Linked DNA regions of Oryzias latipes: region 2 is linked to region 1. The links are chromatin contacts, called in public Hi-C maps. All regions are on one chromosome and are shown on one strand. Each heading gives the region's core, a stretch centred on a gene start, on an enhancer-like site or on the middle of the called end of the contact. The rest is flanking DNA. Distances are from core to core; before and after follow the strand shown.

Evidence for each region. Hi-C and Micro-C count contacts between places; a contact is called where the count stands out from the background.
Region 2: a contact with region 1 is called in a Hi-C map of embryo, with 1.9 times the contacts expected there. The contact joins two enhancer-like sites. A contact is called at or near these places in 3 of 5 Hi-C or Micro-C datasets (embryo and fibroblasts).

Annotation. Positions count from the first base shown.
Region 1 is chr6:16,212,783-16,219,806 of ASM223467v1, forward strand. LOC100049394 (transducin-like enhancer protein 3-A) reads right to left here. Exons shown (of 21, transcript XM_023955778.1): 17 at 6,912-7,024; 18 at 6,636-6,783; 19 at 6,385-6,535; 20 at 6,137-6,213; 21 at 4,781-5,850. The coding sequence ends at 5,743. Among protein-coding and RNA genes, the nearest start is that of LOC105354219, 19 kb to the right of the region's middle. Within about 2 kb of position 2,454, at least 1 of the 8 cell types and tissues checked has an H3K27ac peak or open chromatin away from gene starts, as enhancers often do. A contact at or near this core is called in embryo, where this site is marked.
Region 2 is chr6:16,263,400-16,270,423 of ASM223467v1, forward strand. No RefSeq gene overlaps it. Among protein-coding and RNA genes, the nearest start is that of LOC101170839, 18 kb to the right of the region's middle. Within about 2 kb of position 2,807, at least 2 of the 8 cell types and tissues checked have an H3K27ac peak or open chromatin away from gene starts, as enhancers often do. A contact at or near this core is called in embryo, where this site is marked.

The DNA of each region.
Region 1 (7,024 bases), core at 1,204-3,703:
CATCTCCTCAGGGTCAGTTCACACAAAATTTAAAAAATTTAAAATCCTTCATTTGATTTATTTGTATCCATTTTACCAGTGAATTAGTGCCTTTCATTTGGGGATAAAACACAATTTGGAGTCTATAACGTTTTTGGAGTTTAATATTAGTGCTTTTGTGTGTTATTTGAAAAGTAGTATGTGACTTTTTACTATTAACGTCGTAAAATATTTTTGGTATATAAATATTTTTGACGCACTTAACAAATTGCAAAGATTGAACAGGAATAAAAACTGTTTTAAAACAAATATATAGAAATCAGTTTTGTTCTTTTATGATAGATTTGTATGTTTCTTTTACTTTAAAATTGTTTAAATGAAAGGAGGCAACTTTATTAGTAAACTTATTAAAGTGTTGGCTGTTATCATTCATGAAACAGATTTAAAATTCACACGTTTTACTGTTTTTTATTATTCAGGCACACAAAGGTTATACTTTTAAAACCTGTTGTAACTGTTTAATGCCTTCTTGAAGAAAGCTGAAGACTTGGGTCCTCTTGACTGAACAAATGTAACTATATTTCAGCTGTAACCTCTAACACAACCCAGTCTCATCCTAAAAATGTGGACAAATGTAGCTACTACACATTTTAGGATGAGACTGGGTTGTCTAACATGACGTCTGTGTGGAGAAGGGCAAACACCACAGTTTTTTTGTTTTTTTCTTTCATCTGAGGAGAAATGTGGTTCATTGAAGGTGGCACCAGTGGTTACTGTTAGAAGGAAACACTATGTGAAGCTTCACAAGTGAAAAGGAGCCACAAACTTAACTTCACCTCTGTTCCCTTTTATGATTAACACAAAGTTACTGTTTCGTTGTAAAATAGTAATGGAATGGAATTCCTTTTCAGCTAATCGCTTAGGCTAGACCAAGTATTTGAAATTGAGAAGTAGACTATTAGACTTTTTCAGATTTGATAAAATAAATCAAATAAAGTTTAGAACATTCTGGATAGTAATTAAGCTCACTTTACAGCTACAGGACAAGGACAGGTTCTTTGGAATCAGGGGACCATGAAACCTCTCTGCGAGCACATGAAGTCAGATATTACCTGAGGTCAAGAAAAAGTTAAGTCAGACATTAAATGATCAGTAGAGTCAACTGAAGCCTTATTTATGTTAGTAAGAGGGTTTCTCTGAAAAAAATAAAGCTTAAAGTTCCCAAATCAGGGGTTGTGCTTGTTTTTTTGTGCCTGCTCTTGCATTTTGAGTTGGGCTTTTGTCTAATTATTAATAGGAGGACGTACATGTAATTAATTTTTTTTTTTTTTGTTCAGTTATTATTCTAAAACCTAATAAAAAAAGGTCTTCTGAGCATAGAACTGATTAAGGGTTTTTTCTAACACATAAAATAAACAAAATGTTAAACAAAGCCTTATGTAGCAACAAAAACTCAAAAATCTAATTGTGATGTAAAAATTTCAAGTGTTTCATTTGTGTCAATGATACATATAAAGTAGTTTGCTTTTTAAAGGAGGACAGCTGCCAGAGACAGATACAGACCTGTTACTCCATTTCGTTGAGCAGCAGAGAGTAAATTAAAAGAGAGAAAGGGACAGGGAGAAATTCAGATCCCAGCACTTTAGTTCAACATCACCATTTCCTCTGTAATTAGCCGTGTTGCTTCTACACCTCCAGCTGTGCTTTAATCGTGGAGTGTGTGTGGAAAAATAATTAGCATCTTAGCATAATGCACATAATAAAGAAGTACTTGTAGCTGTCTTGATCTTAACATCAAAGAGCATGTAGGTCTCTTCTCGGGGTATTGGTTAAAAAAAAAAAGTCTGTTCACTCACAGTGTTGAATTAGTAGATTTTAGTGGATACTTGGAACAAACTCTAAATATTGTCATGGTAGTTTTTCCCTGAGATAAAATCAAATCAAATGGTAACGTGTGAGGTGTCTCCTCAGCACAGAGGAAGATTTTGCCTGCTTCTTGGCCTTTCAAAACTCCAAAATGCCTTGACCCCACTATCTAAATAAAACCCAGCCCACCAGTGTGGGCTGAGCCCTTTGACTAAACCCTTCACAGGCTGAACATCAACTTCATGTTCTCATGTAGCAACTCCTGTAAGCATCAGAAGTCTGAGCACAGCGGCAGCAGCATCAGAAGCAGCAGTGGCAATCCAGCCTAATCCAAATGAATCCGGGTCTCCCAGGTTTGTTCATCCTTGTTGTCGGGTGATGACTGCTCTGGTCTGCTGGAGTCCTTATCTGCTGTCAGTGGCTGGTGACTGTACAGGCTTGGTGTTATCGGGGCTTAGCCCGCTCAGAGATTGGTGGGTCTGTTCAAAGCAAACACAGAACCTGCCTTTCATTTATCTGTCCCAGGGGGGAGTGCTTGTGTGCGTGTGTTACGAGTGTGCACTTGTGTATCCTCATGACAGAGAAAAAGAGAGAGCAGCCTGTTTCCATGGCAACCCTTTCCTTTAACCCCCTCTGTCCCCACCCCTCCCATTCAGTAGAGAACCCCGGTGGTCTTTGTGTAATGCAATTCCACTAGAATGCACTGTGGATTAGTTTTGCTGCCTCTGGGTCCTAGGCAGGGCAACAGTGAAGACATTATTACCCAGATCAAATGCTGTAATCACTAGGCACTGGGGGCTTTCACATCCACTGCTGATAAAAGCAAGGGCTGCCAATGCTCAGGTGATTAGAGGATTATCATGCTGCATTTCAGCATTGTGCCCATCGCTTCGGTTTTCAAAAAAGACACGGAAAAACAAGGATCTGTCTGTGCGATGGGAGAGGGTCAAAAACATGACTAACTGAAAGAATAAGAAACTGTGATGGCCTTCAAACTGTGATGGCCTGGACGCTGAAAAAGAAAAACAAAGCCAAGTTTTTACATTGGTACCGTCTTTTTATTATTTTTTGTATGGTCTTCAAGTGTTGCCACTAACTATTCTAGGACAAAAAAGGGAATTGGACCATGTTCTTGTGTTTTGAGCTTCTGTTAAATACTTAGGCCACTCTACTTTCTTATTCTGCACTATTGCCCTCTTCAAATGGTGGAGAGCAGCATGGCCTTTTGTGTGAGAACTTGCTGAAAGCTGTCTGTTGAGACACGGATCAGCGGAAGGGGAGACAATGACCCTCTCAGTGTCCACCGATAGGCACTCACAGGCCCAACTTTTCATCCGCAGATATGCCACTATTTGATTAGGAGAGGAGGGAAATTGTACTTGAGCAGAAGGGTTAGCAACAAATGCACATAGGAAGTACACACTTGAGCAATGTGGGAAAAGAAAGATCCCAGCCTTCAACAAATGAGCCCGTGAGAGCAGAGCGAGGCAGCCGGCTCCATGCTGAAAGCATCCGGCCCCGCTTTTATAATCTAACAACAACATCTCAGGAGAGGCGGCCTTGTAGAGGGTTCACAACTTCAAGCCGTCTGGAGGAGCATTGCTTTGGAGTGGACGGACTGGACTATTCAACCCGCTCTACCCAAAAACCATTCAACTTTCAAAAGACCACTCAAAGCAACTGGAGGGCTGTGTTTATGTCATTATTCTGAAGGTGACCCTTCATAATTCTCTGACATTACTGTGTCAGAGAACAGACAGATGTGCAAATTGGTTGCGCCGCCAACCTCTACAAGGTAAAAAAAAAAAATCCTGTCCAATGTGGGGCCATGAAAGCTGCATCAAGTTAGATCCTTAAAATATTAATGTAAGCTCAGTAATCGGTGGAGTTAAAGCCAAAGCAAAAAGGTCTTTTAACAGCACCCAAAATGTCTTCCGCTCAAGTCTCCTGAGACAGCCGTTAAGCCTTTATCCAGATGCTTTTACAGCCATTTGGTGATGCACTTCCATTTACTGTCAAGGAGAGCCGGCAGATGATATTGGATGTGCTGTAAATGCAGGTTGCAGTCTGGAAGAGCTGATGCTACAACTGCCACTACCACATGGGGTAAAGTAGACTTCAAAGAACCAATTTTTAAGAGGAAGAAACATAACTAAATTAACTGCCTCTGTTAACCCTATGCAGCAACCTACACATTTCCCTCTGAAACGTGCATTCAAGTGGCCACTGCCAATGAAAAGTCCATATAAACATAAGTTTATGCACATTTCTGCATTTGAAAGTCTAGCTACGCAAGTTTCTAGAACTGTTTTTGGGCTGTACGTACAATTGAACACACGTTGCAAGTTAAATCAGGTTGAACGTTGACCAACGGACTTGATTAGTGACGTATGGATGTCATCATTTCTGTCATTTTCACAAGCAATTCCCTACTATCAAGGCTACTTTTCTCCACTTCAGAATCTGCTGGAATTACACTCATTGGGTAAACGGCATACACAGTAAAAATGGAGGAACATCTGGTGTCACCTTCAGTTCACTATCAAATCAAATCTAAAGTTGTTGTTTTTTTGGTGCTAATCCTCAGCTAACTATTAGCAAATAAAGATCCTGCACAAGGAAATATTCCTTAAAAATTCTACAAAACCAGTAAGGCAATAGCCAAGGCAACGTTTACTTTTTTTACTTAAAAAAAAAAAAAAAGTTTATTTATGAACAACTGTCAACTGTACAATCTTCGTGGTTGATGATGCATGGATGCTACAGTTTAGCTCGTGTCCATGAAGAGTTACTGTATATGAAGAAAGAATAGACTACTGCTGAAATATCAGGTGCGGTCACGGCTTCACCTTCCATCTTTATGCGTCTTCCATGTGAGTCTTGCATATCAGTCATAGGCCAACAAAACAAGTAAGGCAATAATTAACTCAAACAGACTGATGACTTTGCCCAGTAGAGCAATAGATTTTAATAAAACAGTTGAATCAACAGACTGAACTGAAATCGCAGCTGTTCCTTTGTAAAACCACCAGTTCTCCAGTTGATAATTATCCTTTTAGTTATGTTTATGGAACACAGCCAGCATTCAATCATAGATCATTTTAGAGTTGAGTTTCTGTCGACCGGGGTAAGCAGGTCCACCTTCATGCTTCTTCTTCCCTTTCCAGTTTAAAGAAGAAACAAAAAGGGCATTGCAGAGTTTTTTACTGCTACAATCCACGGGGCAAATACCAGTGTATGGCAAAGGAGGGGAAGAAAAAAAGCTGTTGGTGGGTAATAAAAAACAAAATAAAAATCCAAATTAGATTTTCAAAAAGGTCATTCTGGACACTGAAAAAGCCCGAGGAGGGAAAAACTCAAAAAGAATATCCTTTTACAGAGTCCTAATCTAATTTCCATCCCCAGAGGGTACAGAAAATCACGGAGAGAACCAGAAAGAACCATCACAAGCGTAACTGGACACCAAAATATAAATCTATAAAAGGCCATTTATTACTCCATTATGTACACTTTTCACAAGACCTCCATGGAAAAGCTCCAGAGTGAAGCACTGCTTCAAGGTTTGTCCTGGAACTTTATCTCCACATCCAGAATTAAAATGGAAAAAATCCACACACAAAAAAAAAAAGAAAAGAAAAATCCAGACATTATTTTCTTCTTAGTGCCTTGGAAACTGCACTTGCTGTACAAGTGTTATGTAGGTACGAAAAAGGCAGAGCCGAACGACCCAGAATCCTGTCAGTGCAGCTCAGGCATCTATTCCTGTCTGGCTCTGCCAAACATCTTGCCCATCTTCTCCAGGGCTGCAGGCAACATCCATGCTGTCTGTGTGCGGGAAGAAAGATGTAGGAAGAGTCTTCTGTTCCTGAGCAGGAGCATGCTTAAATATAGCCTGCTCTAATAGATCACTTCATAAACGGTGGCTTTCTTGTCACCAGAGCCCGTCACTATGTACTTGTCGTCTGTTGAGATGTCGCAGCTCAGGACAGATGAGGATTCCTTGGACTGTTGAGAGAAAAAGATAAAAACTTTAGTCCTGAAGGCAATTAATACACTCATGTGCACTTAAATCTAAATGGAGCGGATTAGCTGACGCAGGGCTGGATAAGATTGCAGTGACATCAAGTTTTGCTGTAACAGCCCTCAAAAAGACTCTTGTCGGGTCAATATTTCAGGTTCAGTTTTCACTGATGGGATAGTCCTGCCAGACAGCGGACACTGTGCCCTTCCTCTCACAGGCAACTATGCATACTCCTGACCCACTGCAGACGGTGGGTATTGATCTGCATACCTGGAATATGCTGGCGCCATAAGGAGTCCTCCAAGCATTCAACAGATTGTCCTTCCCAGTGCTTACAAACCATTTGCCTGCAAAGAAAACAGCAGTGCCAACAAACCACCTTGGATTAGATATATAAATGCTTAGCAAGACCTAACCTTGAGAAAAATGCTTAAACCGTGAAATGATTTCTGCAGTTATAGAATTAAGAACAACATACGGTAAGGAGATATAGAGCACACAGTTTCTTCTTTACATACCACAGTAGGCAAACTTAAGGGAGAGGACGCAGCTCTCATGCAAGTGTAGCTGATACTTGTCAGGCTTTGAGTGGTGAAGCACTTCTACGTTGCTGCTCTCCATGCCCACAGCGAGCCACTCTCCAGTTGGACAGTAGCCCAAGGAGAAGATCTGCAGATGGAAAAGAGCAGCACTTACATACAGTTCTGAGTCAGATCGTCTGTTTTTTTTTTTTTGTAGTTGCTCGTTTCCTTCCACTTCAGGGTTGTACCTGTGAGGTGAAGTCATGCTGCTGCAGCTGTCGACCCTCCCTTAGATCCCAAGAGCGAACCGTATTATCAAGACCGCCTGTCCACAGCTTGGTGCCATCGTGGGATATGTCAATACAGCTAGCCCCGTCTGTATGACCCTGGAACTGCCTGCAGTGAAAATAAGAAGGCATGCGAGCGTTTATTGACATCCTGTTTAAAACTTACTCACACAAGAGCCGTTCTGTTGCCGGGCTGAAGCCCACACACTAGGAATGATTTTTTTCCCCCCTCCTCACCTAACAAGAGTCTGGTTGTGCAGGTCCCAAACGGCAATGTTTCCATCACTGCAGCAGGAGAAGCAGACTTTGGCATCAGGGCTGATGGCCAAGGCGTAACACGCTGGGGCTGA
Region 2 (7,024 bases), core at 1,557-4,056, 51 kb after region 1:
TAATGCAGCAATGAATAATTCAGTAATGACTACAAGATCTGTCATAAAAAAAAAGAAATCTGCTAACATCTGCACTGTGTTCTAAGGGGGCTGAGCAGAGCAGGGCATTGATGCCAGAACGCCTCTGAAGATAAACATGACAAATTGGCAGATCATCTGTTCAATTAGGGTAGCAGAGCAGGTGTGCCGGTGAGGTGGCTGTGCCACAGGATGACACAGATATTAAGCCAAACCAGAAGCATGATGGGAATACCTTGTTTGCGTGACAGTGATTTAGAGTGATGCACTAGAAAGATACCACACAGAAAAAACCAAAACCAACATTAAAAAAAAGCAAAAAGCGAAGGCATATTCCCCTTGGTACTCATTAAAATTCGACTCCAGACGGCACCCTGCCCCTCTCCCACTCTGTTTCACCACTTCATCCTTCTGCTTTTGGTGCCTCAGCTGCCTGACTGGACCTTCTAGGATCATTTCTTATTAATCCATAAAGCATACTGCCCTGGTGATTGGATTGAAGGGAGCAGCAGAGCAGTAATGCACGAGATATGAAAAAATATCACACATTTTTTTTGGCTGGGTGGGGGTTGGTGGGGTTAAGAGTAAGTGGCAAACAGGGAATGGGCTGCATGTGTGAGAGATGATGCTAGGAGGGAACGGGGGGGGGGGGGGGTGATGGGGGCAGAGGAGGGAATGTAGAAAAAGAGCGAGGGACGGGGGGAGGCATGGGGGGATGCAAGCAAGAAACATGTTTTGAAATATTAATCTGTGGTTCTGGCCATGGGCTGGTGCACTGAGATGAAAAAAAAAAAAAAAACGCTGGGGAAACCTTTGAAGTCGGGGAATGTTCCTTGAATTTCTGATGCAGGCACTGTGGAGGCAGCCATGTTGTTGAAGAGCTGAGGGCAGGTGAGATTTGTTTTTCTCTTAATTTTTTTTTGTCGTACGGCTTATTGGCACAGTGTGCATTTGGAGGGCTCCTTTTTTGTCAGCCCTGACATTCATGAGATGAATGTGGTACAATTTCCTAATCCCCAGAGCCTTGTAAAGTCTATGAAAGGAACACTTGGTGCTGCACAAACTATTGCACTCAGCCATTTGAGTGAGGACAAGCTTTTTTGTGAGCTCTTGGAGGGATTGACAACTTCCTTGACACAGCAGCCAATCTTCGACGCTATACCATTCAGATGAAGGTGGAAAGGGCTTAAAAAGACTTCACAGGATCGTACTGAACCTGTGGAAACTGTGCAAAGAGTCTAATAGATTTAGCACTGTGTCGTGAAGGCCCTGTGTGTCTGTTCTGACCACTGTTGTAGCTGCAACATCACCTCTAAGCTCAGTTCACATTTACATGACGGAAGTGCAGAAATCAAACTACCATAAAAACAAAAATTTGCAATTAAAACTTAAAAATTGACAAATACATCTGCTTTAAGGACAACGCACCTACAAATTTGCTCAAACCCGCATTGGATACGTTCATTGTCTTCATGAAAAAAATCAATAGAAATCCGATGACCTAGTTTTATGCAGGAATACATCTGCAAACAGTAAAAGTCAAACTAACTATGTTTTACCTGCTGGAAAACCTGAAATTAACATAATCTTCCATTCAAATAATTATTTTTTTTCTCTCCAGTTAGCTCTCAATTCCTCTTCTACAAACAGCAGAACGCCTGCAGGCTTGTGATGGTTTAATTTTCTCATATTCTTTCCCCAGAATCATTCCAGTACGATAATAGAGACCCACGTTGATGACAATGGCTGTGCAGGTGGAAATGGGGCTGCAGCAGAGGGTGAAAGTGTGTTTGTTATGCTGCCCTCTGCAGGTCTCCCATGGGGGAGTTGCAGAGCTGTGAAAGCAGGCCTCCTCCAGCCTCCGTGGAAGGACTGCAGTGACACTCAAACTCCCTCTCAAGTAGCCTGCAGCACAGATTAAAGATGTATGTTTAGGGCAGATCAAATAGACTACAGAGTCTATAGAGACAAAACAACATATTAAAAATAAGTTTTTCAGAAAACAATGCATACCCACGGCTTTGTCTGAGCCTGGAGTGCTGATAGTGTTTATCAAAAGAAAAAGTTAGAGCTCCTGCTTGTGCATTTTAAGGACAGTGATGTTCTGAGGGGCACATCCACATGACAGAAGCTGTAAGCCAGCAGTTGGTGCAAGAGTCTCTTCGTGCAAATGAACAATAGAAATGTGCAGCCACTACAAAATTACAATCAGACCTACTGGAGACACATGGCCGAAATGGCCGAAATGGCTCTTGGACTTTAAGGTGTCATGTGCAGTTTTAAAAAAGTCACATGAGAGCAAGAGGAACACAATACAGTAAAAGCTAAGTGAACACAGGCAGGGAAGTGTGTATTATGTACCACTCAGTGCTGATGAAAGTGCCTGCAAGTCCTTAAGGGTTTGGCAGTAAACACTACAAACATACAATCCCCAGAGAACACCATCACCTCCCTCTTCCCTATATTCCTCCTCCTTCTCTCTCTCTGACAAAGTGCTCTCTGAGAGGGAGACCACACTGAAGGAGGAAACGCAGCGTTTCCCTAAAAAAAGCCAAACCAGACACCAGCAATCCACGAATAGATGCAATGCTTCTGCTTACTTGGGCTTTATCAAGTGTAGTCAGCACTGAGGAAAGTCACAGCTGAAAGTGTGAAGTGGACACCCAACCCGCCGCATGACACGGTGATATCCAATCAGCAAATGCCATTTTTGACACATCAGCAGCATCCTGGGAGGTCTGTGTAGATTCAAGTGTCCACAGTCTTGCCCAATGGGCTCTGGGCCCGGTCACACACACATCCCAAACACGCACACACAAACAGGCATATTGGATGGCTTGGATGGAGCACTACTTCCTGTGAGAAGCGGGGATGAAAGGTCACACAATGGTGTCAAATTAGACGTCGGTTCGGGGATCGCAGAGAGCGGTCAGACACATTAGAGGGACATGTTTTCCCATCGCCTCATTTGAGGTGTTCTTGTGAGCCTCGTGAAAATCCTCGCCCCTCCCAACACTTACAATGCCTCAGGCACTTAGAGAAAGAGGTGTGAGCGAGAAAGCTGTGTGTGTTTGTACGAAGGAGAGGATTTCACAAATGCCTTCATAGTTTAAACGGCTGCGCTGTCACTGGAGCACAGCATGAATAATTCAGCGAGACTGCTCCTTCAAACATACAAATAGAACAGGATTACACCCACACAAAACAAACGGCAAACACCCCAATCAAAACAACAGAATTAATTAGGTAATTAGAGAGACAAAATAAATGAGAAATAATGATAAACTCTTCTGAGACCACAGCCACAGCTCAGCTGCAGTACGCCAGTATGCAGATTTCAGAGTTCAGAATACATTACCAGATTATTTGGATTGAATGACACCCATCTTTTAAGAGGATGAGATTCAAATCCATTTTGGAGAATGGCGTCGAAAAGAAAACTCAAAGGTGCATTTGCAAGTCAGCCTTGCACAAGTTCATTCAAAACCAGACAGTTGCTAGTTGTGAATATTCAAAGCCTATATTTGAATTTCATCAGCAGAGAACATTATCAAAGATCTTAGTACCTGTGTAAAACTTAAAGAATTACAATATTACATATTAGATTTGTCTTGGGCAATGAAGACCTTGACCTGGTAAAGCCCACTACATCAAAGAATTGATAGAAAGTTCAAATGTTTTGGAATTGAGATGGTTTTAAACCTTTTTACGAAATCCACAAAAAATGTTAGCATTAACATTTTTGTGATGAGATATACCCTACACTCAATTGCCACTTTTTTGTGTACACCATGCTAGTACCAGGTTGGACCCCTTTTTGCCTCCAGAACTGTTTCAATGATTGGTGGCATTGATTCAACAAACATTCCTCAGAGAGTTTGGTCCATATTGACATGATGACATCACACAGTTGCTGTGGATTTGTCGGCTGCTCATCCATGATGTAAATCTCCCGTTCCACCACATCCCAAAGGTGATCTACTGGGTTGAGATCTGGTCACTATAAAGGCCCATTTGAGTCCAAGGAACTTGTTTTTGTGAAACAGTTTTTACATGAATTACAAAGAGTAGACTAAGAATTTGTGAAGTAGGTTGTATAATTTCTAGATTTCTGATTGGGAAAAAAAAGAAAAATGACATGAATGACACATGCTGCAATCATCCCTGATGTTCTTTAATGATAAACTTCTGATCACTTCAGGTGAAAGAGACACCTCCACCTATTCCATGGACCTCTATGCAAACCCTATATATGGCACTTAGCTACACTATTATTAAAATATTTTTGTTGAATATTTTTCCCATTCCTTTGTTTTAACTTTTGTGCAGTTTACGGAAAGCAGTCTGAGATGATTCCAGCTTTCTGATATGCCATCTTATCCTCCTTTAAATAGTCATCAGAAAATGGTACACTGTGGTCATAAAGGGAAGGACATGGTCAGCAACGACACTCAGGTAGGCTGTGTTAGCTAAATTGGTTCTAAGGGGCCCAAAGTGTATCAATAAAATGTCCCCTACACCATTACATCACCACCACCAGCCTGAACCGTTGATACAAGGCAGGATAGATTCATGCTTTCATGTTGTTGCTGCAAAATTATGACCCTACCATCCGAATGTCACAGCAGAAATGGAGACTCATCAGACCAGACAACATTTTTCCAATCTTCTATTGTCCAGTTTTGGTGAGTCTGTGTGAATTGTAGCCTCAGTTTCCTGTTCCAGAAATGGAACCCGGTGTGGTCTTCTTCTGCTGATGTAGTCCATCTGCTTCAAGGTTGGACATGTTGTGCATTCAGAGATAATCTTCTGCAGACCTCGGTTGTCACCAGTGTTTTTTTGAGTTACTGTAGCCTTTCTATCAGCTGGAACCAGTCTGTATCAAAAAGAAATTTCCGCCCACAGAACTGTCGCTCACTGAATCTTTTCTCTTTTTCAGATCCTTCTCTGTAAACCCTAGAGATGCTTTTCGGTGAAGAGAAAGCCACTGCCTCAAATATAATATACACATTTTTTAACAAGGTATAACTGTATTAAGGAGAATTAATTATCAACAAATTCTGCATCATTACAAAACAGTAATTTAAAAAAATGAATATCAATGGATAAGTTACTCTCATCATGTATTCTTTTTGAGATTTCATGGACGCAGCCATTTTGAAATGGTGAGGAAAAGTGGAATGATAACCCACTACAGGAGAGAAAACAGGTACCAAGTTATATACAATGGGTTTTTAGGTCAAATTTAGATCACACTAATGAGATTGAGGTCTAAAAAATGGGTATATTAAATATATTATAACTTTTTAAACGGCTAACCATCAAATTTTCCTTTTTTTGTGTGATTAAATGAAATCCTTGTCAGGTCAACTCTAACTAAGAACTGTCAAAAACAAGCCATCCAGAAAGGATGAACTCTCTAAAAGGATAAACTCTCTAGCTTTAGCAATTAACGTCGCTGCATGTGAAGTGCAGGTTAAGCCCAGCTTGTAGACAAACAAGAGATATCGGTTTCCAACAATATTTAAATCATACTTCCAAACTGCAGCCCTTGAACGCCAGTTTGCAGCAGGATGAGGAGGTCAAGGTGTAATGACGGGTTCTCTGGGATTTATTGAAAGTGATGACTGCTGTGAAGTGGGAATTGCTCACCACGAATTCATGAATTTGAAAGAGATTATTTGAGCATAGATCAGATCAGCACTGATACAATATCTCAAGGGCAAAAAAAAATACTAAACAACACCAGTCAGAAAAAAAGAAAAATCCTTTTCAACATCATGAAAAGCTCTTTTGCCAATAGAACAAATTAGTTCTATAAATCTGATAATGCTTCTGCCTAAACCAGTTTCATCAGCAGTGTCAGAGTAAGAAAGGTACCATGTGAGATATACTGTGCTGGGTAATCTCCCTTCTTGTGCAGAAGCAGCTTAATGGATGAGTGAGTGGATGGATCAATAAGAAATAGAAAAAATAAGTCTTGGTGTGGAGCAAATCAGCAGGGGTTATGATATGACGAGCTTTTAACCTCAGTTGTGCCTTAAAATGAGTACAAACATGCAGCTGAACTGCTTCTAAACTGCTGGGACTAACTACATTATCCACTGCTGAATACAAACCCCTGAAGACAACAATAAAGGCTCAACAAGACAGGCTAAGACATGGGAGTCCTTTCAAAAGACTGCCGAAACCGATCCCCTGTGTTGAAGCGTGGAGAAGGAAAAAAAAAAACATCACTAATAAATGAAGATGAGACGCAGAGAAAAAGGGGGGAAATCTGGGACAGAAAGGATGAGCAGCTTTGGTTAGAAGTCAAATGGAATTTGGAATGAGGAGCTGCTGCTGTCCTGCAGGGGCAGGGCGGCTGTTTTTCTCCAGCAGCACATCCCCATCTATGCCAGCACTCATTTACTGATCTCATTAATATCCCCGCTCTGAGGAGGGGAGAGACAGTAGCGGTGAAACAGCCCCCCCCCACACACACACCACTACCCCGCATTCTCCATGTGCCTGTTCCACTGGGTCCCCCTCCCTCGCATCTCATCTCCGCCTCTCTGTAGTTCAGTAATTGGGCTCAGCTCATTGTTATTCAAAACCCTGTAGAACCAATTAGCTGCAGACCTCCTGACCCTGGCTTGCTATGTAATGGTACAAGCTAAAGACGCTAAGTGAGGAAGCCAAGAGCAAAGGTTTTAAATTCCTTTAGTTCCTGATTAATAATCCTGTCAGGGCGATCAGAGACATTAAAGAGAAAGTCTGGTTCGGCTCTTGCTTTTATGGTGTCTCCTTCATTTCTAGGCTGTCCATTAAAGCTTAATGATGCCAGGGGTCGCTCTTTCTGTCTCTCTTCTGCCTTGTCAGATAAATGTACAGTTAACAGGATAATGAGGAATCTTGATTTTCCAGCAATCTGGGACAGAGCCAGCTTGTGGCCCCCAGGGGCAGAGGAAGGGCAGCAAAAAAAGGATGAGGACAGAGCAGCCAGGACACGAGAGAATGTGGTGGT